Linked DNA regions of Sus scrofa: region 2 is linked to region 1. The links are chromatin contacts, called in public Hi-C maps. All regions are on one chromosome and are shown on one strand. The core of a region is the stretch at or near the end of the contact, and the rest is flanking DNA. Distances in the headings are between cores, read along the strand shown. Region 1 holds the start of RBM12 (RNA-binding protein 12). Region 2 holds the start of PHF20 (PHD finger protein 20).

Region 1 (5,995 bases), core at 1,735-4,234:
GTTGTGGCCCAGTGGAAGCGAACCTAACTAGTATCCATGAGGATGCAGGTTCAATCCCTGGCCTTGCTCTATGGCTTAAGGATCTGGTGTTGCTGCAGCCTGTGATGTACATTGCAGACGAGGCTCAGATCTGGCATTGCTGTGGCTATAGCACAGGCTGGCAGAGGTGTTAATTAAGCAAAAACATGATTTCTTTTTTTTTTTGCCATTTTTTTGGCCCACTCCCATGGCAAATGGAGGATCCCAGGCTAGGGGTCTAATTGGAGCTGTAGCCACAGGCCTACACCAGAGCCACAGCAACGTGGGACCCCAGCCGAGTCTGCAACCTACACCACAGCTCAGCAACGCCGGATCCTTAACCCACTGAGCAAGGCCAGGGATCAAACCTGCAACCTCATAGTTCCCAGTTGGATTCGTTAACCACTGAGCCACGACAGTAACTCCAAAACATGATTTCTAGCCCTTAAAAGTGCTAAGGATGAGTGAGAAATGAGAAGGAATGGCAAGAACAAAGGTCATGAGGCATTAAAAATCATGATATGTTTGAGAAACTGAGAAACAAATAGAGGGCTGAAACAGCCAGAGTAGATTTTTTTCCAGTTGTGTCTGAAACCTTAGGTAGGAAATTACCAACAATAAAAAGATTGAAAGAAAAAAATTTACAGTACATGAAACATTTTAAGTATTTTATTTTGGTTATATATTTGAATGTTATCCTTTCAAAAATTTTATTTTTTTTTAAATTTTATTTTATTTTGGCTATGCCTTCAGCATGTGGAAGTTCTTGGGCCAGGCATCAAACCTGAGCCATAGCAGCAACCTGAGCCACTACAGTGACAATACCAGGTCCTTAACCTGCTGTGCCACAAAAGAACTTCCTTATATATATTTTTTGTTGTGTTGTGTTTTGTTTTGTTTTCCTTTCTTGGCTGCACCTGATGGAAATTCCTCAGGCCAGGGATCGAAGCTGAGCTGCATCTGTGACCTATGCCACAGCTGGGGCCATGCTGGATCTTTAACCCACTGTGCTGGTTGGGGATCAAACTGGCAACACCACAGAGAGGAGCCAGATCATTGACTCACTGTTTCACAATGGGAACTCCTGATTATATATTTTACTGTATATACAGGTTGCAAATGTATTTCTCAGGTGAGTGATTGTCAAAAAAATTTTTGAAAGCCACTAGGCTAAAGTAGGGTGAATATAGATGGACAAGGGAGGAAAGAGATGGAACTACAGTAGATGCTTCAATAGATTTTTTTCTTTTTTGGCTGCACCACAACATATGGAGTTCCTGGGCCAGGGATCAGATCTGAGCCACAGTTGTGACCTACAATCCTGGCACTGCAGAGACACCGCCAATCCTATTGTGCCACAGTGGGAACTTCTCAATAAAATTTCTACTTTTGAATAATTTCAGGTTTAGAGAAAGATAGTACAGAGTTGCATATCCATCAGTTAATTTCCTCTAATTTTAACATCTTCCGTAAAACTGGGATTGTCAAAACCAAGAGATTAACATCTGGCCCTTAATGTTAACTAAATTTCAGATTTTATTTAGATTCCACCAGTTTTCTAACTAATGCCCTTTTTCTGCTCCAGGATCCAATCCTAGATACCACATTGTATTTAGCAGGTTTTGTTTTTAATACATTATACTATAGCTGCAAAAATATATATAAGAAAGTATAGATTTTGTTTAAAAGTATGGCCTGGTTTTTTCAAGTCATACTGGTCTAGCACCAGGCTACTCTGCCACATAGATCTTTCCCAGATTTGTTGGGAGTTTTATGAATTTAGTCCCTGATTTTAAGTCAATTGATTCCTCACTTTCTGATTTGAGAGATTAGTTCAATTATGGTAACATTAATCAAAAAATGGGGTATTGGCAGGGGGAGTGGTGTCTGGGGGGCTAGGACCAGAGCAACAGGAGAATAATTTTTTCTATAATAAAATAATATTTGGAGTTCCCCGGTGGCCTAGCAGTTAAGGATTCTGTGTTGTCACTGCTGTGGCTCAGGTCACTGCAGTGATGCAGTTTCCATCCCTGGCTGTAGACTGCCTGCATGCTGTAGGCAAGGCCAAAAGTAAGTTATAGTAATAATACTGAAGTGCAGCTATGGAGGGATTAATGACAACTGGGTAAAAAAAATGTAAAGCTCCCTGGATATGGAGGTTCCCAGTCTAGGGGTCTAACTGGAGCTGTAGCTGCCGGCCTACACCACAGCCACAGCAACGCCAGATCCGAGCAGCGTCTGCGACCCACACCACAACTCATGGCAACGTTGGATCCTTAACCCACTGAGCGAGTCCAGGGATCAAACCCTCAACCTCATGGTTCCTGGTCGGATTGTTTCTGCTGCGCCACCACAGGAACGCCTGGATTGAATCTTTTTTTTTTGTCCTTTTTGCCTTTATAGGTCCTCACTCGCGGCATATGGAGGTTCCCAGGCTAGGGGTCTAATCGGAGCTGTTGCTGCCGGCCTATGCCAGAGCCACAGCAACGCAGGATCTGAGCTGCGTCCGCAACCTACACCACAGCTCACAGCAATGCTAGATCCTTAACCTACTAAGCGAGGCCAGGGATCATACCCTCAACCTCATGGTTCCTAGTCGGATTCGTTTTCCGCTGCACCACGATGGGAACTCCAGGACTGAAAATTTTTGATGGGGAAAAAAAAAAGAATTAGGTTTTGGTCCATTTGTCAGGGCATCATCAATAGAACTAGATACCGCTGTGTGGTCCATTTAATCCTCAAAACAATTCTGGGAGGTAGGCAGTATTTCCCTCAGGCAGAGGCTCTAAGAAGTGAAGCAACTGCACAAAACCTGGAGTCACATACTGCGATCCTACCGTGAAGCTTCACTCCTCTAAGGCGGGGCTAGTGCGCCTAAGTCGCAGGCACTGAACTCAACGCTCCGCTCGCCACAGACGTTGGCGACTTCCGGGAACTCGCTGGAAAACCTAAGCGCGTCTGCGTCGCTCCGCCCCTTTACGTCAACCACGCTGTCCCGCCTTTTCTGGAACGCGGAGATGTTGAGCGGGCCGGCGGCCATCTTGTGAAGCGGCGAAGGAGGTGGTGGCTGCTTTGGGCTCCGGGAAGCCGTTCTGGCTGGGGCTGTCGACCGCGGGGCGGAGGCACTCGCGCGGGGGGTAACTCGGGTCTGGGTTCGGGTGCCGCGCAGTTCTCCCCGGTAAGACTCCCGCAGCCCCGGAACGGGCGGGGCTGTGCGGGGCTCGAGCCGCCCCTTGGTGGCCCGGGGCGGGGCCTTCGGAGGCCTCGGAGCCCGCCGCAGCGAACGCCCCACACAAAAGGGTTGGGGCATGGCTGCGGGGGGTCTGGGGCGCCTCTTGCGCCACTCGGGCCTGAGAGGATGCAGGAAAGACAAAAGAGTATAGGTCTGCTTGCCGAAGAGGGGATGAGGCATTAGCCAGGACCGTCCCGTGGACTGAAAGGGAGGCGTCCAGAGCTGGGTGGCTTGGCGGCCTGCGAACCAACGGGAACTGCAGTGAAAACACACTACATCCCGAATCAACCAGAATCTCTATGCCCCAACATGGGGGCAGAAATTATAACTGCCCCGAAGTGAGGAGATAATCGTATTGAGGACACTCCCTCCACCGGAAGTGGAAAGGATGCCCTTGCGGCCTCTCAGAAAAAGAGGACTGCAATTAGAACACATTTGTGGGGAAGGAGCTGTAGTACGTGCCCTCCCGCGAGTTTGGAAAGGAAGTCCGGACTAGCTGCCTTCTTGGTCTGAAGGTGGAGGGGTTTTGTCGAGAAACGCTTCCGAGGCCCAGCTTTGGGGCGGAGCTTACCTTCGGGGTGTCCGCAGTTTGAGAAACCAGCCCCGGCATTGTGGGGGTCTCCGAAGATGGTAGTGATGTGTCAGCCCCTTGGTCCCGAAGTAGGGAAGTTGCTGCTAAGTGCACCACCTTTATTTGTCCCTCGGGAGGGAGTGGGCGATTTTGATGGAGCGTGAGTTGAGTTTATTGAAGGCTGGAGGTGCTTGTTTGCAGCCATGTGAACTGGGTGGGAGGGGCTTTGAGAAGCTACAGGTTATTGACCGGGATGGACACTAGTGCAGGAGATTGAGCTGCCAGATTGTTAAATGCATGGACTTTATGGGTGCTTCCAGAGTGTGCGTTATAGTGAAAAATCTCAGGAGCTCCGGTGAGTTATTCTGGGTTATTCAGTATTAAATGTGCCGAGAGTTGTATACTAAGAATTGCAGGCTCCGAAAGAGAGGTTTCTGGACCCTAAAACCCTGCTTGGCTCCGCATTCCTAGAGATGATCTGATGTAAATTGGGATACTTGGCAGGAACCATTTTATATTATTCACGATTAGCTTGATGCTTGTCAATATAACCTACTGAAGAAAAATGTGATTGCGATTAAGGTTTTGTTGAAGGAGAGACTTGTGATGATTATTTCTCTTAGAGCTTGCTTGAATGGTTTTAAATTGTATAATTTTTGTAAAATGCAGTACCAGAAGCACGAATTGCCTCGGATCTTATCTAGTTTACATTTTTAATATATTTCAGAGCATTCACAATTGAAAAAGAATCCTAGAAGTCTGGGCATAGAGGCTGTTCTCGTTTCATTTTATTTTTCTATTGCAGAAATATAACATAAGACTGGTTGTAGTTGTTTTTGAAATATGGTAGTTTTGATAGCATGGTGGATTTATGGATTTAGTGGAAGGAAATTGTGTTCAGGCATTTTCCAAGAATATTAAAAAGTTATGAAGAAATGTTACAGGTCGTTAAAATAATTTTATGGTAATTTTTGAAGAAAATGAAATGTTTGGCTTGTTTATATAAAAGTTGAGGATTTGCTTAGTATTAGTGGAAATTTTTATGAAACAGGGAATGCATTTTATATTACCCTTATATGCTTGATTAAATATTGGTTATTTTGCTTATGGATTGTAATGCATAATTTCAGGTTTTCTTATTTCCATATCTGTTAGGCAAAAAATGTGAAGCTTCAGAAACCATTGTGGTAGTAACTTGGAACATATTGTTATGTGCTATTACCAGAAAACTTCAGGCTTCTTTCACTTGCTTTGACATGCCAAATAACTTAATTTTTGCATAATTAGTTTGGGGTTGTTGGTACAATTTTTAGATGCGAAACTTGACTTTGTGGGCTGGTAGAACACCAGGTGCTAGAATCCAGTGACAGTGTTCATGCTGTTTTTATTCCATTTTGTAGATAGTCACTCCATCATTTCAGTTTAGATGAATATTTTCTTCTATAGGTGTAGGAAGAACTTTTTTTTCTTTTTTTTGTCTTTCTGCCTTTTCTAGGGCCGCTCCCACAGCATATGGAGGTCCCCAGGCTAGGGGTCGAATCCGAGCTGTAGCCACGGCCTACGCCAGAGCCACAGCAACGTGGGATCCAAGCCGCCTCTGCAACCTACACCACAGCTCACAGTAACGCCGGATCCTTAACCCACTGAGCAAGGCTGGTTCCTAGTCGGATTCGTTAACCACTGCGCCAGGACGGGAACTCCAGGAAGAACTTTAAAGTATCAGTAATGGTTGCACAAAAGATACTTTAGATATCACTCCCTAAAATGCAGGGACTGTTGTCTGTTTCTGAAATCTCATTTCTGTAATCTCGTGCCTGGCCCACAAGTGCTTAATAATTGTAGAATAAATGAATGTTGTTAAATGTTTTAGATCAACTAAGCAAAAAAAATAACTTCATTTATAGTTTTGTCAGATGTTACCACCACCACACATACACCTTTTGGGTTGTATAGAGTTTAGTTCGTTAAGTTTAAAGCCAGCTTTTATGTCTTTAAACCAGTAGTGAGAGTGAATGTGGTTTGGTAATTTAGAAGAAGCATTGTTTCTTTGTAGTTTAAGTGAAATAAGGTAATGAACATTTTTGTTGACATTGGAACTGAAAAATAACTTGATATTGTCTTTTTGGCAAGAGGAGTAAATATTTAGAAATGTCTTTTTATTTGCTGCCTTTTGA
Region 2 (5,995 bases), core at 2,188-4,687, 95 kb before region 1:
CTACCATTCGCCTTTGTGAAGCTCCCATAGAGAAAGACAAGTCAGTAGCTTCCATTTGAGGTCCAGGCACCTACCTTTCCCAGGCCATTCCCAGAACCTAGAAAATCAAAATCAAAGACTCCTCAGAAATTCTAACACCTGTGACCCTGCTGACTTGGGGTATCTCAGACTCACTACCCATAGTAAGATGACAGGTGAGGAACCAGAGCAAAACACATAGAAATCAAACTCCTGGAGAAGTTCTAGCAATGATTTTAAAAGCTAAATGCTAGAATAACCATAAATGCTAGAGTAATCCTCCAAAAGAGACTGTGGCCTTATACAAACTTTAAGGGATGTGTGTCAAGAGAAAATGGAAAATAATGCCCCAGCATAAGGCTAACCACCACCTTCTTATTTTCACAGAGAAATCTTTGGCTTTATGCCTAGAACCTAACACCTTGGAAATTTTTTAAAAATCAGATATTTAGGTCCCACCCTAAACCTACTGGATTAGAATCACATTTTACCAAGACTTCACATTCAAGTTTGAGAAGCACTGGTGCAGAACACTTTAAGGGTGGGACTATATATAGTAGAACACAGATAGAATACCAAATAGGCAAATAAGAGACAAAGTACCTGTTTGCTTTCTGTAAACCATATTTTATTAGGTACTGCCCAGACCTCCAACTTTTTTTAATGAATTTGTACTTACTGGTGACCATATGATCTAAATGTGGGATCTATTTTCACTTCCTGAAGTATCACAGATCTAGGGTTTTCACACACATGAAATATAAATCAACTTCGTTGTTTTGAAAATACAACGATTAATTTTATTCAAGTTCCAACACTGAGTTCAGAGCACTTCTCCACAAGCCTCAATAACTCCTACAGGTTCCTGGGAGTATCATTAAATCTCCCAGCATCCCTAAGAAGCAGGTGCTTGGCAAACATCCAATCCTCAAATGAGATTCAGAAGGACATGGTCCTGAAAATGCAGTATTTTCCTGACTTATCCTGCCAGGGTAGCTTCTCAGCCTCAAACTCTCTCCCCCACTGAGGCCTCATACAGCTGCACACTCAAGTACTTCCCAAAAAGGAGAAAGGTCAGAGGTGTCATTATCCCATAAGCACTTGAGATTCCAGCTGCGGAGAAATTAATCTGGTTAGGGTTCTGGCTGAGAAGCCCTGAGTAAAATCTGGAAAGACAGAGGGAAACACAAAAGAAAAGAACCTAGTGAGAGGCTTTTAAGAGAAAAGGGGTCTCAGACATTTGCAGATTTTAAGGTGGGGGTTAGGAGAAAGGCTAGGCAGCTAAGTGAGAGGATTACAAGGAGAGATAAATATTCATGCCCCCCACCTGTACCCCAGGAACAAGAAAAAAAGAGTGACCAGGAAATTCCTCCAAATTACCTCTTCTCCTGATAAAAGAAAGGAAGGAACCCAATGTAGGGAAGACGTTTATGAGCTGAAAGCAAAACTAAAGAATCTCGAGGGTTTTTTTCCTTTTGTTTTTTTTCCCCAATGAAGGGAAACGAAGCAAAGGAGAAAATAGTGCCCATCTAATCAGACTCTTATAGGAAGCAAACCACCAGGAAGATTAAGAACCCTGTGAATAATCAGAGAAATGCAAGGGAATTCCTTTCTGTTTAAATCCAGCCCTGGGGAGTCAGGCAGTCCTGGACTTGAGGCCACTTCCAGAGCAAGGGGAAGAAAGGGGAAAATCTGTAGAGCTACCAGCAAGCAGAACAGTTTCCAAAGGAAGAAAGAAACCAGAAAAAAAATGCCCCAGGGATAGGGCAAGCCAAAAGGAAAGAGTTCCTGTTAGCAGAAAGATAAGAGAGAAGACACAAGAAAGAAAATGTGCGGGGGGGGGGGGGGGGGGGGCGGGGAATTTAGAGGTATGAACATAGGAAGTGTGCTCAGAAAAAAAGGCCACAGAAGCATAGAAAGTGTAGGGCTGAAAAAACATATACATTCACCAAAGGAAGGAAGAGGAAATAGGTGCACTGACCAGAGAGACCAACTAAAGGGAAACGTGGTTCCAAAGAGGGAAGAAAACTGAGGACAGAAAATATCTTGGATGGCAGAAAAGCTTAAGAACCACAAACCATCCCCTGGAAATAAGAGGACTCAGAAAAAAGGTGTGCCCTCTGGATATAATAAGCATCAGAAAGGTGCCTACATCCTGCATAACCGAAGGAGTGCATGCTGTACATTTGGGGGGCACTAGAACCAAGCACACTTTAACGTAAGAAAGTAAGTCTCCCCCAGGAAATAAGGTGGTCTGATTTGGAGGACTCATGAAAAAGGATGCAACTCCAAGAAGAGAGTGACTGAAAAAAAAAAAAAAACACTGAATTCTCTTGTATAAATACAAATATGTATTCCCAAACTTCAGGATTTGAATCTCATTTTCGAGACTGGTAATGAAGTGCACGCCCAGATTTGAAGGGTTAGGAGAGGAAGCAGCCCCTACAATGAAGAAATTCTGGAAAGCACGTTACCAGATTTTGGGCCTAGAAAAGGAGATTCTTCCTTGGATTTATGGGAACATAAGTACTCCCAAAACTCTGGTTCCTGGGCTCCAGATTTTAGACTCGCTAATGGGATGAACCCCCAAATTTGAAAGGAAATGCTTATTCAACTGGAGGCTCGAAATGGGAGTGCCCTCCCAGACTGAGGGGGTCGTGGGTCAGGAGGTACATCCTCAGTTGAGGAGGCTCTACAAATTAAGATAAAACTCCATGGCTAGAGCTTAAGAAAGGGGATGCACCGACCACATTTTGCAAAACTATAGAGAAAGGGGACACTCCCATAGTCAAGGGCTTGGAGAAGGGGTGTGCTCCCCAGAATACGATAAAAGAGTCAAGAAAAGAAAACGCGTTCCCGAAGCACAAGGAAACAGCAGGGGTTGGTGGTGGAGCCCTCCGGGGCCACAGAGCTGAGGATCCAGCCCTAGCGCTTACCCCCCACCCCCAACACGGCCCGCTCCGCGCCCGGGGCCCGCACCCCGCGGCTCAGCCCCCTCGGGCGGCGCTGATTGGTCGCAGCCACTGTCACTCTCGCGGGCAGCCCTGGGGATTGGGTGCCGCTCGCACGCCCGCCACGCTCTCGACAGCGGTCCCTGGGCCTCCCTCCAGGCTGGGCAAGCTGGGCCAGGCGGGGAGCGGGGCCGGGCAGGGGACCGGAGCAGCGGTGGCGTCCGTCACCGTCCCTGCCCGCACGGCGCGCGCAAGCGCGCGCGCGCGGCGCGGGCCCGACCCGACCCGGCCCCAGCCAGCCGGCTTCGCCTCGCCGCGCCTCGCCGCGAGCTCACCTCACAGCCCCGCTCCGGCTGCGCCGCTCCAGGACCAACCGACAGAAGGGCTCTGCGTGCTGCGCACCACGTGACCCCCGGGACGCGCCCAGCGTATCCCCCGCCCCCCACACACACGCACCATCGCCACCACCGAGTGACGCAGCGCCTCAACTGCCCCGCCCTTGGCCCCGCCCCGTCCCTATCACCGTGGCGACGGCCCTGGCGGGTCACACCCACGGCCCTGACGCGCGGGAACTGGCCTGCGCCCGGATCCGAAGCACGAAGTACCGATTCGCCTGTTAATTTTGCCTCCTAAATGCATCTCGAAGCCTCCTACTTCTCTCCATCCCGCTGCCAACATTCCACTCTAGTCCACCTTAAACTCTCTTCTGGATGGTGGTTATTATCTTCTCCATCTCCTTACTCTTACCCCTTCCAATCCATTCTTCACACTCAGCTGGAGCTTTTCAAAACGCAGCTATAGTCACAGCCATCCCCTGCTCAAAACTCATTACTCACTGTTCTTCAGATTAAGATCTAAATCATCATTGTATTCTATCAGGCTTTTCAGAGTCTGTGCCTAATGTGCCTCTCTCGCATTCTCACACATTCAGATCTTAGCATCCTTCAGGTCCCCAAACAAGCCAGGTTCGTTCCTGCCTCAGGGTTTTTGCCCTCATCTCTCCTCCACTTTACCTCATTAACTTCTTGGAAAGGATTCCAATAGCTGGTGTGGAGACGAGCTGTATTCTGCCTCAAAGGATTAAGGAGGAAGCCTCAGAAGGGTCTGAGATGCTTTCCCAATGAGACTTGGGAAGTCCTAAAGAGAAATGCTAAACATTTGTTTTTTTTTAGAAAGGCAACAACGACTTTATTTTATATTGGAAAAACTGGGTCGCTAGATTGCACTTCTTAAAATGTAAATGTAATCATGTCACTCCCCCTGCTTAAAACAACCAATCTCTCCTTCAAATACTCTCCTCCCTGCTAACCCTTTGGCCACAATGACCTGCTGTCCATTTTTTTGGTTCCATTCTCTTTCCAGGTGCTAGGCCATTGACGAGGCTGTTGCTTTTGGCAAATCTGACTCTTTAAAGATCTGTTTGTCATCTTCTCAGTGAAGTCTTCTTTTTTTTTTTTTCTGTTTTTCTATTGTTATAACTATTCCAGTGAGTGTGAAGTGGTAGCACATTATGGTTTTAATTCACATTTTTTTTCTTTTTTAAAATGTATTAATTAAAGAGTAGTTGATTTACAATATTGTATTAATTTCCACTGTACAGCAAAGTGACTCAGTGATACGCATATATAGTTTTTTTTTTTTTTTTGACCAAAACTGCTGGCATGTGGGGGTTCCCAGCCAGGGATCTAACCTCTGCCACAGCTGCAACCTGTGCCACAGCTGCAGCAATGCGGATCCTTAACCTGCTGCACCACCTCCCATACATTCTCCTATACCTTCTATTATATTCTTTCCCATATTGTTTACCATGGGATATTGAATATAGTTCCCTGTGCTATACAATAGGACTTTGTTGTTTATCCATTCTATACATAATAATGCATCTGCTAACCCCAGACTCTCCTGCCATCCCTCTCTCTTGGCAACTACCATCTGTTCTCTATGTCTGTGAGGCTTTCTTTTTTGTAGATAACTTCATTTGTGTCTTTTTTTTTTTTTTTTTTGCTTCTTAGGGCCACACCCACGGCATATGGAAGTTCCCAGGCTAGGGGTCAAATCAACTGCAGCTGCCAGCCTACACCACAGCCAAAGCACCAGGGGATCCAAGCTGGGTCTTCGACCTATACTGCAGCTCATGGCAACACCGGATCCCTGACCCACTGAGCAAAGCCAGGGATCAAACCCACATCCTTATGGATACTAGTCGGATTCATTTCAGCTGCACTGCAACAGGAACTCCTATGTCATATTTTAGATTCCACATTTCGGCAATATCATATAATATTTGTCCTTCTCTTTTCGACTTACTTCACTTAGTATGATAATCTCTAGGTCCATCCATGTTGCTGCAAATGGCATTATTTCATTCTCTCTTTTTTTTTTATCTTTTTAGGGCTGCACCCGCGGCATATGGAGGTTCCCAGGCTAGGGGTCCAATTGGAGCTGCAGTCACTGGCCTATGCCACAGCCACAGCAACACCGGATCCTTGACCCACTAAGCAAGGCCAGGAATCGAATCTGAAACCTCATGGTTCCTAGTCAGATTCGTTTCTGCTGTGCCACGATGGGAACTCCTATTTCAGTGGCTTTTTTATGGCTGAGTAGTATTCCATTGTATATATGTACCACACCTTTATCCATTCATCTGTTGATGCACATAGGTTGTTTCCATGTCTTGGCTATTGTGAATAGTGCTGCTATGAACATAGTGGTGCATGTATATTTTCAAATAATGGTTTTTTCCTAGATATGTGCCCAGGAATGGGACTGCTGAATCATATGTTAGTTTGATTTTTAGTTTTCTGAGGAACCTCCATGCTGTTTTCCATATTGGCTGCACCAGCTAACAATCTCACCAACAGTGTAGGAGGGTTACCTTTTCTCCACACCTTCTCCCGCATTTGTTATCTGAAGATTTATTAATGATGGCCATTATGACCCATGTGAGGTGGTACCTCATTGTAGTTTTGATTTGCATTTCTCTAATAACTAGCAATGATGAACACATTTCCATGTGCCTATTGGCC

What was found. Hi-C and Micro-C count contacts between places; a contact is called where the count stands out from the background.
Region 2: a Hi-C map of liver shows a contact between it and region 1, with 6 times the contacts expected there. The contact joins the promoter of PHF20 here to the promoter of RBM12 in region 1. A contact is called at or near these places in 2 of 47 Hi-C or Micro-C datasets (epiblast stem cells and liver) and 1 of 2 datasets of contacts at active chromatin or transcription factors (alveolar macrophages).

What each region holds. Positions count from the first base shown.
Region 1 is chr17:38,994,293-39,000,287 of Sscrofa11.1, reverse strand. RBM12 (RNA-binding protein 12) reads left to right here and starts at 2,984. Exons shown (of 3, transcript XM_005672896.3): 1 at 2,984-3,078. It overlaps CPNE1 (copine 1), which reads left to right and starts at 3,099. Exons shown (of 16, transcript NM_001143703.1): 1 at 3,099-3,196.
Region 2 is chr17:39,090,238-39,096,232 of Sscrofa11.1, reverse strand. It overlaps PHF20 (PHD finger protein 20), which reads right to left and starts at 3,437. Exons shown (of 18, transcript XM_021078131.1): 1 at 3,305-3,437.